3 separate regions of the Ovis aries genome follow, and all the other regions are linked to region 3. A link is a contact called in public Hi-C data. All regions are on one chromosome and are shown on one strand. Each heading gives the region's core, a stretch centred on a gene start, on an enhancer-like site or on the middle of the called end of the contact. The rest is flanking DNA. Distances are from core to core; before and after follow the strand shown.

The links. A called contact is a pair of places that touch in the nucleus more often than the background predicts.
Region 1: a Hi-C map of tail adipose tissue shows a contact between it and region 3, with 4 times the contacts expected there. The contact joins the enhancer-like site here to the promoter of RGS2 in region 3. A contact is called at or near these places in 3 of 16 Hi-C or Micro-C datasets (hypothalamus, skin fibroblasts and tail adipose tissue).
Region 2: a Hi-C map of tail adipose tissue shows a contact between it and region 3, with 2.7 times the contacts expected there. The contact joins the promoter of CDC73 here to the promoter of RGS2 in region 3. A contact is called at or near these places in 4 of 16 Hi-C or Micro-C datasets (blood, liver, skin fibroblasts and 1 more).

The regions. Positions count from the first base shown.
Region 1 is chr12:11,989,055-11,992,282 of ARS-UI_Ramb_v3.0, reverse strand. No RefSeq gene overlaps it. Among named protein-coding and RNA genes, the nearest start is that of RGS1, 98 kb to the right of the region's middle. Within about 2 kb of position 1,307, at least 1 of the 54 cell types and tissues checked has an H3K27ac peak or open chromatin away from gene starts, as enhancers often do.
Region 2 is chr12:11,320,080-11,323,197 of ARS-UI_Ramb_v3.0, reverse strand. CDC73 (cell division cycle 73) reads left to right here and starts at 1,401. Exons shown (of 17, transcript XM_027976263.3): 1 at 1,401-1,754. The coding sequence starts at 1,624.
Region 3 is chr12:11,624,509-11,628,049 of ARS-UI_Ramb_v3.0, reverse strand. It overlaps RGS2 (regulator of G protein signaling 2), which reads left to right and starts at 2,002. Exons shown (of 5, transcript XM_004013586.5): 1 at 2,002-2,140; 2 at 3,158-3,259; 3 at 3,361-3,422. The coding sequence starts at 2,031. LOC105611804 (a long non-coding RNA gene) reads right to left here and starts at 1,837. Exons shown (of 8, transcript XR_009595661.1): 1 at 1,575-1,837.

The sequences.
Region 1 (3,228 bases), core at 58-2,557, 360 kb before region 3:
CTTAGACTTTGCCCTTCCTAACTTTCCATGTCTATTCTCCACTTTGGGGTGTGATATCCAATAAAAAGGGCTTCCCTGGTGGGTCAGAAATAAAGAATCTGCCAATGCAGGAGATGCAGGTTCGATCCCTGGGTCAGGAAGATCCCCTGAAGTAGGAAATGGCAACCCACTCCAGTACTCTTGCCTGGGAAATCCTGTTGACAGAGGAGCCTGGTAGGCTACCGTCTATGGGGTCACAAGAGTCAGACATGACCTAGTCACTAAACCGCCACCATCCTATCTCAAAACACACTGGATGCCTTCGCTACAGTTCTAGTTTTGGGGACACTCCACAGCATGGCCCGGCAATGGCGGTTCACCCCATGCTTCGCAATCAACACAACACTTGATCTGCCTCTTAGCTCCTGAAATCCCATTCTATGAAAATTTTCCTCACAATTGTGGTTTTCTGGTTTGCTTATTTTACCATTTTGTTTTGTATTTCTCTGCATCTTAATTTAGAGGATATCAGGGTTCTGAATGTTTTAAAGAGACGAAGTCTGTATCCACCTCCCGATCAAATCTCTTTGGTTTTTGGGTTTACACAGGTGAACTGTGATTTCAGTCTACAACAGTGCCAGTGTTTGTTTGGGCTTCTCAGGTGGCTCAGTGATAAAGAATCCACCTGCCAGTGCAGGAGACTCGGGTTCAATCCCTGGGTTGGGAAGATACCCTGGAGAAGGAAATGGCAACCTACGCCAGTATTCTTGCCATGGACAGAGGAGCCTGCAGGGCTGCAGTCCATGGGATCTGAAGAACTCAGTTATTCAGTTACAACTTAACAACAATGTGGCTTTTGTAATTTTGTGGCTGCATCATTTGGACCCTGTGAAATGGGGAGATGAACTTTCTTAATCCTAAAACTCCACCCTCCCCAAACCATGGAAGGTAAAACCAGATGAAACGAACTGATAATTCTCATAAAAGGGGTGAATTATCTGGCCTGTGGCACTTCCTCAGCCACGTTTTTAGGTTATGCAACATTTAACTTGGTTGTGTTCCGTGAGTATAGCTTGGTACTCAACCTGATCAGTCCTCTAACTTTTGTTCCAGATCACCATGGGGACACAAGGTGAGAGGGTGCATGAGTCAGCACACACCCACAAACCCCACTAGGAAAACATCTCTAGCCATTTGAGCAAGCACCACTAATCATCTTAGTAGATGGAAAGCTTCTTAAAAAGTGACTCTTTTCAGATGCCAGCAGAGACCAGACTACCAAAGAACTAGCATGGCCCACGCTTTTCAGATGGAATGACTAAAGGGAAAGGCACTTCATGCAACCCTAAATAAGGAGAATTATCCACTGTTGGCAGTTTCTGGAAGAAGCAATTCCTTGGGAACAGCTCAGATCTTTAACTGCAAAGCAATTCATCCAGTGTGTTGCTCCATATCGCACTGTTATCAGACAATCACACCACCTTTCTCAGCATTCCTGGGGCAGATGAAGATCACCAATCTCTCACTGCCTGACTGTCCTGGAAATAACTGGCCAGGCATATATGATTGGTTACTGTGTATGTTCCCTGAAGGCAAGAATTGCTCTTGGCCAAGTTATAGGCATCCAATACAATATAATAAATGTGCTGTGCTTAGTTGCTCAGTTGTGTTCGAATCTTTGTGATCCCATGGTTGGTAGCCCACCAAGCTCCTCTGTCCATGGGGATTCTCCAGGCAAGAATACTGGAGTGGGTTGCCATGCCCTCATCCAGTGGATCTTCCCAACTCAGGGATCAAACCCAGGTCTCCCGCATTGTAAGCAGATTCTTTACCAGCTGAGCTACCAGGGAAGCTCTATATAATAAATAGATACTGAATTATATTGAATTATTTGGGCTTCCCAAGTAGTGCTAGTGGTAAATTGGGCTTCCCAGGTGGTGCTAGTGGTAAAGAATCCGCCTGTCAATGCAGGAGACTTAAAAAGCAGGTTTGACCCCTGGGTCGGGAAGATGCCCCAGAGAAGGGAATGGCAACCCACCCCAGTATTCTTGCTGGGAGAATCCCATGGACAGAGGAGCCTAGTGGGCTACAGTCCATGGAGTTGCAAAGAGTCGGACATGACTGAGTGTCTGAGCACACATTGAATTATTTATTTCACAATGAATCAATGTACACTATTTTGTGAACTCTTAAAGTGAAATGCTTATAAAAAGATGTTTTATAATGTTTCATAATGGAGGATTAGGACCATTTCCAAAGTCTGCTATGTCACACAGGCTACCACTCAAGGGGGAAAAAAAATGGGATTGCAATACAATCACACTACATTAAAAAATGTTAATGATGATCATAAAGCAAACGCTTCCACAAAAATAGTCACCACAAACTCAGTGATACAGCCCTGAGGTCGTTTACTAACAAATGATCAATGAGTATCAAGTGAATAGTTATGAACATCCAAATGTTCACAGAAAATCTATTTTCCTCTCCCTTTTTATTTTGAAAATTTTGAAATCGACAGAAAAGTTGCAAAAATAGTAAGAGGAAACACCCATATGCTCTTTGTCTGGATTCCTCAGTGTTAAGATTTTGTTGTATTTGTTTTTGTGTGTGTGTGTGTGTGTGTGTGTGTGTGTGTGTGTGTTTGTGTCTGTGTGTGTGAATGTGCACACATTTGCTGGCCCATTTGAGAATTTAGTTGCAGATAGCATAAGACTTCATTCCTAAGAATGCAGGAATTCTCTTATATAATAATACAATTATCTCACTCAGGAAATACAACATTAATACAAGGCCATTATTTAATGCATGGTTCATTTTCAAATTTTCCCAATTATACCAATACTGTCCTCTGTTTTTTTAATTTACTTTTCCTCTCTGAGCTGCAACCTAAGGTCACGCATTAAATTAACAGGTCACATCTCTCCAGTAACCTTTAACCTGGGAGAGTTCCTTAGCCTTCTTTAAAGTTCATGATGTTGGCATCTTTAAAGAGTCCAGGCCAATGGTTTTCCAGAAAGTGCTATAATTTGGATTGTTAGACTCAGCTGAAATATTCTAAGCATGAGCACTACACAGAGGAAATGCGTCCTTCTTGATGCATCAACAAGTACACAGCTTTCTCCATAGAACTTCCCTCCAGGCGCCCTACACGCAAACTGTTATTCCTCATCTCCTGGATAAAGTAGGATCTACCTTCTCCCACCTCTGCTAACACCGCCCACCTGCACAGAAAGCACTCTCTCTTCT
Region 2 (3,118 bases), core at 152-2,651, 300 kb after region 3:
TGTCTATAGGACACCTGGTATACGTCATTCTCTTGTAGCAGCCTTAATGGACCAAGTCATCGTTTGTGTGGGAAACAAAGTTCAGCATCTTCTGAGGAGACTCTAATGACTCTCCTAATGTATCATAAAACCCTGACTTCCTTGAATTCCTCTGTGGTGAGATAGTCAAGTAGTACTGGATGCTCTGATACAAGTATAAATAGAGTAGATAGTACTGGGGATAAATAAAAAGGTTATTTTTAACATGTTTGGGGTGAAGTTTAGGAAAATTTACAGAATAGTCAAAATTTCTCAAATTCAGCTGCAAAATGGCTGAAGAGTGAATACAGAAAAGTGAACCACATTCTACAGATCTCTCTGCAGTGCACATAACGAAAATTGCTTTCTTTCAAATCGGGTAAAAGAATTTGGTTATGTCAATCACAAAGTCGACTTTTTTCCTTTTCTGCTATAGTAAGACATTTTTAAAAAATGGCCCATGGGATATGTTTAAGGTAGACATGCCACAGTAAACTGAATTTATATCAATAAACTGAGCTTGTGTTCTCTAACTCTCCTATTAGCATCTCGGAAGACAGCTATTAAACTGTAGCCCCTTGAGGCTGGCCAGGAGAAGGGGACAAGAAGGAAAAAGCCACCATCTAAGGAACTGAGAAGGGGAAGATCCAATATTTATGATTTTTTGATTTGCCTGATGCTTTTAGCTTCCATGTTCTCCATTAACCAATTGATTCTGTGAGAAGGTGTGTAACTTGACTGAGGTCAAAAGGCAGCTAACAAACACCAGTGCCCCGGCATTGATCTTTGGCCTAGGCGAGCCCACTAAAAACACAAAATAAAAAATAACCCCCAAAGCAACATCTTTCCCCAAACACCTTTCCCTTCTACAGGGGTTTATCAAGAGGCCATTTGTTAGGTGGGTCCAACCTCGTCGGGACGGCAACCTTGGCTCTGCAAACCTCTCACCAGGCTGCAGCCTGGTTAAAGGAGAGACCACACTGCACTGGCCAGCGGCCAACACTGCGGGCCCGTCGAGGAGCACCCATTGCGCGCTCTGGGAACTGACGTCCCAGATTCCCCGCGCAGGTGCGCGCGCACCTGTCGCCTGCCGCGTGCGCGCTGCGCGTGGTGGGGCGAGTCGGGGGCGGGGGAAAGGAGGATGAGGTCCGTGCTCCCGCGCGTGCGCCGGGCAAGGCTCCCCCGTACGTGCGCCGTACGTGGGCGCTGCGTCCCCGCGCCCTATGAGTTGCGGGCCGGGAGTCGGCCCCGCGCGCCAAGTGGGAGTCTGGGAGGGGCGTTTCCCGGGCGGGCGCGGCGCCCCCTGGCGGCGGGCGGCGGCGGCGGCGGCGCGCGCGGTCAGGCGTTCTCCGCGGGCAGCCCGCGGCGGGGCCTTGCCTCCTAGCGCGGGGTCCTCGGCGGCCTGGGTGGCTCCTTCCCCCGCTGCTGTCGTAGGCGCGGACGGCTGCCAGTGCGACTGCAGTTGGCTCGCGGCGGCGGCGGCGGCGGCGGCGGCGGCCGAGGCAGAGGGGCGGGGGGTGGGGGGGCTGAGGCGACAGGCGAAAGGGGCGGCGGGCGCGGCGGCGGCGGCGGGGCCCGGGGCCGGCGGCGGCGAGGGGGGCGAAGATGGCGGACGTGCTCAGCGTCCTGCGACAGTACAACATCCAGAAGAAGGAGATTGTGGTGAAAGGGGACGAAGTGATCTTCGGCGAGTTCTCCTGGCCCAAGAACGTGAAGACCAACTATGTGGTTTGGGGGTGAGTCTGTTGCGGCGGGGGGCAGGGCTGGGCGCCCCGGGGTCCCCCTCTCTCTCTCCCCGAACCCCTCCCCCCCGCTCCCCTTGCGGGTTGAGGAAAACGGGTGCTCCGGGGAAAAGTTTTCCCGGGAGCAGAAGTTGCAGCTCGTCTGTGAGGAGGGCGCGGGAGGAGCGGCGTTCGGAGGGGTCCCTCCTCCGCGGCTCCGTGTGGAGGTCTCTGCCCCTGTGTGTGGAGAGCCGGCCGGGTGCATAGGTGCATATAAAGGAGCGCCCCGCCGGGTCCTCGGGCGGCTCTTTTTGTCCTTTAGTTGTTGTTTTTTAAAATCTCTCTCGGAGGCTCTTCTGCGATGGTCTCTGCTGGCCCTTTGCAGCTCCTGGTCGGTTCCGTCTCCTTTCGCGATTCCCTCAAGCAGAGAGAGAAGGGAACCCACTCCGTCAGGTTAGGACGGGTAAGATTTCGGCGACCTGGGACAAGTCGTCGGAATCTGTTGGAGGTGAAGGCAGGGGTCTCCCTCAGGGAGAAAGTTCCTGCTGAAATGAAGTCAACTTTGCCATTCTAAGTGGGGAACGAATAGAGTGTGCGATTGTGTGGGAAATGTGTGTGAAGAGTGTGTGTCTGGGAATGTTGATCCCAGTGAGGGTTGCCCGAGTGTAAGTCCTTAAGGAAGACACCCGAAGGGAGATCTGAAACCTACACGGGAAAAGTATCTGAAAAAGAATAGATATATGCATATGTATTTCAAAAGAAAAATAGGTCTGATCATCATGAGGGGCTTTTTGAGTGAACCCTTCCTCTCTCAGTGGCGTTTCATTTGGATAGCTAGAGCCCTAGACGAAAACTTTCATACTTATTTTGCTTGATTGAATGGGAGCAGTGGGCTTTAGGAAGAGTTGATGAAAAGCTAGGGGAAGTTTAGTTCCTTGGGTTTTATTTATTTAATTTTTTTGGCATCTTGGGCTGCTTATGGTTTAATTAGCTTTGTGCAGATGGGTAAAATCATTCTGAGTTTTCTGGTTTTTTTTTTTTTTTTTCCTTTCAAAAGGAACTTGCACAGGCAGATTTACATTTTAAAAACAAATTAACAGCTTATGTGATGAAAAGTCTATTTGATTTGGGGAGTAACAAGCTGGAAGAGGTTAGGAGTCCTCTGCCCCACACATTGTGTAGGAGCTCAGCGCTGATTGGATTTTTAACTGATTGGTTTTTCTTTAAAAAATGGTTGAGTATTCACAGTGTAAGGCTGTTCAGTCCCAGAACTGGAAAATATTTTGAAAACCTAGGTCGGTGCCTCAAAGGAGGTTATCTCAATCAGAGTGGAAGAGATGACACATAACTTGATAAGAATCGAATTCCAGTTCCTAAAG
Region 3 (3,541 bases), core at 753-3,252:
CTTAATCATCAGAAAGTGAAATTAGCTGTAGGAAATACGTAAAGTTCTTTTAGAGATCAAGAGCATATGCTTGAGAAAAATTATATTCTTACCTTTCACAAACTTGCTTTCAAATATTTATTACTGAAATCTAAATGATTTTTCCTTTCCATAACTGAGTACACGGCTGTTCTCTTTAGTATTAACTGTAGGTTTTACTCCCCAAGTCAAACTTGGAGCTCCAACTACTGGTAGCTCATCATAAGAATATGGTAAATTAGTTCCAATTTTCTTTTAACAGCTCTAAGACAAAGTAAAGAATATACATGCAGCCTGAATTAACAAAGCAGAGACATCACTTTGCTGACATAGGTCCCTATAGTCAAAGCTATGGTTTTCCCAGTAGTCATGTATGAATGTGAGAGTTGGACCATAAAGAAGGCTGAGCACCAAAGAATTGCTGCTTTCAAATTGTTGCACTGCAGAAGACTCTTCAGGGTCTCCCAGCAAAGCGATCAAACCCGTCAATCCTTAAGGAAATGAACCCTCAGTATTCATTGGAAGGACTGATGCTGAAGCTCCAATACTTTGGCCAGCTGATGCCAGGAGCAGACTGACTGGGAAAGACTCTGATGCTGGGAAAGATTGAGGGCAGGAGAAGAGGGTGGCAGAGAATGAGATGGTTAGATGGCATCACAGACTCAAGGGACATGAGTTTGAGCAAACACCAGGAGATGAAGAACAGGGAAGCCTGGCAAGTTGCAGCCCATGCGACTGCAGTCAGAAATGACTTAGGGACAGAACAAAAGCCTTGCTGTTAATCTGCCTACTTAGATGCTTCAGGAAAAACCACCTGAATATTCCACTGTACAATTCTAATAACGGTATTTGAACTCAAGTCATTTTGGAGTGGCAGTTATCTACTTACCCTTACCAATCAAACCACTTAAATCCTGCTACAGCAAGATGATTTCTGACGAATCAAGACATTAAGCTTATTCAAAGAAGCTGTAAACGCCTCCCTCCCTCCACCCCCATCTCTCTTTTTTTGCCAATTAAAGTGTTCTGGCAAATTCTAAGCCAACTAAGAGTGACTCAGGAGGAAATCCTGCATGCTTGCTCTTTTACACTAAAATGATTCTGGTGCACGATAGCTGCGAGCTCGTGGTGTTTCCTTGTTAAGAGCTGTGATTTCTTTTTTTGTTCTGGAAGGAGAAGCAGCCAAGGACTCCTGAGAAATAAGTCTGCAACCCCACGGACCGACCCAGCCACGAACCTGCTGGTAATCAAAACCGCACACCCAGTTAAAGCACTTTCTCCTCTTCCCTCCCTGACCAATGTGCATTCCCCACAGAGCTCCAGGATGCTTGGGCACGCTGCAGAACAGATCACACCACTGCCCCTGGACTCTCACTGTTCCTCCCATTCTGTTTCCTTCCCCAAATTAAAAGGCGTCTCAAAGAACAGGTGAGGGTCAGTTCTCACATCAAGAAAGGAGGCGCGGAGCGAGGGCTTGCGCTCCAAAAACACATCCCCTTTTAAACCTAATTCAAAATAAGGTTACTGCATTCGGCTTCCCAATAAACAACCTTTACCTGCTTGGAATCACGGCTCCTTTGGGGGTCAGGAGCTCTGGAGCGCGGGGGAGGGAATGAGACAGGGAAGAGGCGGGGAGCGAGCGCCCCCGCCGTGCCTGCAGCCAACCTGGCTCCCTGCCCGCCACGGCCCTGCGACCCCACGGCCGGCCGCCACGACTGGGCAAAGGTCGCCTTTGACCGTTCAAAAGGGAATTTTCTCTGACCCCACACGAGGGCGGGCGTCCGGCCCGACTGCGCACGACGCCCGGGAAGCGGACGTCAGCGGGCCCCGGGTTTCCAGACCCTTCGGCGGCGCCCGTGACCGCGCGGCCCGCGGCCGCCGTCGGCCAATCGGTGCCCGCCGGGGGAGGGACCGGCGCCGTGAGCCCCGCCTTCGCCCTGCCTCCAATTATATAAATACGGGTGCCGGCGGTCCGGTCTCCCCAGAGCGGCGTTCCCAGGTGGAGGGAGATAATGCAAAGTGCTATGTTCCTGGCTGTCCAGCACGACTGCGGACCCATGGACAAAGGCGCTGGCACCGGCCCCAAGAACGAGGAGAAGCGAGAGAAGATGAAGCGAACCCTGTGAGTGCGGCTTTCTTCCTCCCTGACTGGCCGCCCCTGCGGACCCAGCTGTCCCGGGCGGCTGCAAACGCGGTACACTCGCGCTGGGCATGGGAACTGGGTAGCCTGCCTGCATCTCTGCAGGAAAAAAAGAAAAAGAAAAAATGTGTGTGTGTGTGTAAAAGGTTAATTTGTGAAGTTACGTTTAAACCTGTGTGGTGTAGGTATTTATTGAAGGACTCGGGTAGAGTTTAGAAACTGCAGAAAATTCTTGATGCAGGGGCGGAGATAGATGCTGGTTGGCTTTTTGTCTCCCTGCATCGAAAATGACTTCGGAGAATCCTGCAGCCACGCGCCCCCGGCCTTCTTGAGAGGCACCGTAAATTCTGATCTGCTTACACGACTGCTGGGATGGAGATATTTTTGCTGATCCTAGATATACTTTTAATTTTTTTTAATTGAACAGCAAGTCTCACCCACTCAAGAGTGTGGAACAAATAATTGTTCTGCATCACCTTCTTAAAATGAGTGCTGAAGTTGGGGGAGGGGGCGGTCAATCTCGCACACACACTTCATTGTGCACAGCTTCTCGGGTGGTCCCAAGCCCCCTGCTCTGAGAGCAGAAGGAAAACGAGCCTGGGCTGGCTCAGGGCAGGTCCACTGTGGGCTTCCTCAAGTGTGAAATGTCTCAGAATTGTAATTAACCGTTGCAGAAAAACTGGCTGCCTTTTGTGGGCCAGAAATAGCATCTGCCTTTGAACTATGCAAACTAAATTCATTAAAATACCCTATAATTGTAGGTCGTCCTATCCTTACTTATAAAACTAATAATTATGTTCAGATGAGTGGATGAAACTAGTGTGTTGAGTACTTAGATGCTGGATTAAAGGAGTAAGACTGACTGGAGGAGTTGTTTTGTCTTATTTGGCTTGTCTATAGCTACTGGGGGCGACTTTATTTGGTAAAAATGCCTTCAGCTGCAATGGCAGTTTCAAGTGTTGCTGCTAAGTGAGTATCTTTTTTTTTTTTCTTTTGTAGATTAAAAGATTGGAAGAGCCGTTTGAGCTACTTCTTGCAAAATTCCTCCTCTCCTGGGAAGCCCAAAACTGGCAAGAAAAGCAAACAGCAAACCTTCATCAAGTAAGTTGAAAATCTTGTGCTTGCCAATATGCACAGCTCACTGCTGAGCTGAAGAGGGAACCTCTGGCTAGCAGGAGCTGATGTGCAGACTTCTTTTGCAGGCCTTCTCCCGAGGAAGCCCAGCTATGGTCAGAAGCATTTGATGAGCTGCTAGCCAGTAAATGTAAGTTAACCTCTTGAATTGGATCCATTTCAAGTATCAGGAGAGTATGGTTTGGTTGTGTCTACACAGCAAGAGCAGCTTGCCCAAGGAGAGTTTGACTTTACAATCCCTGTTCCATG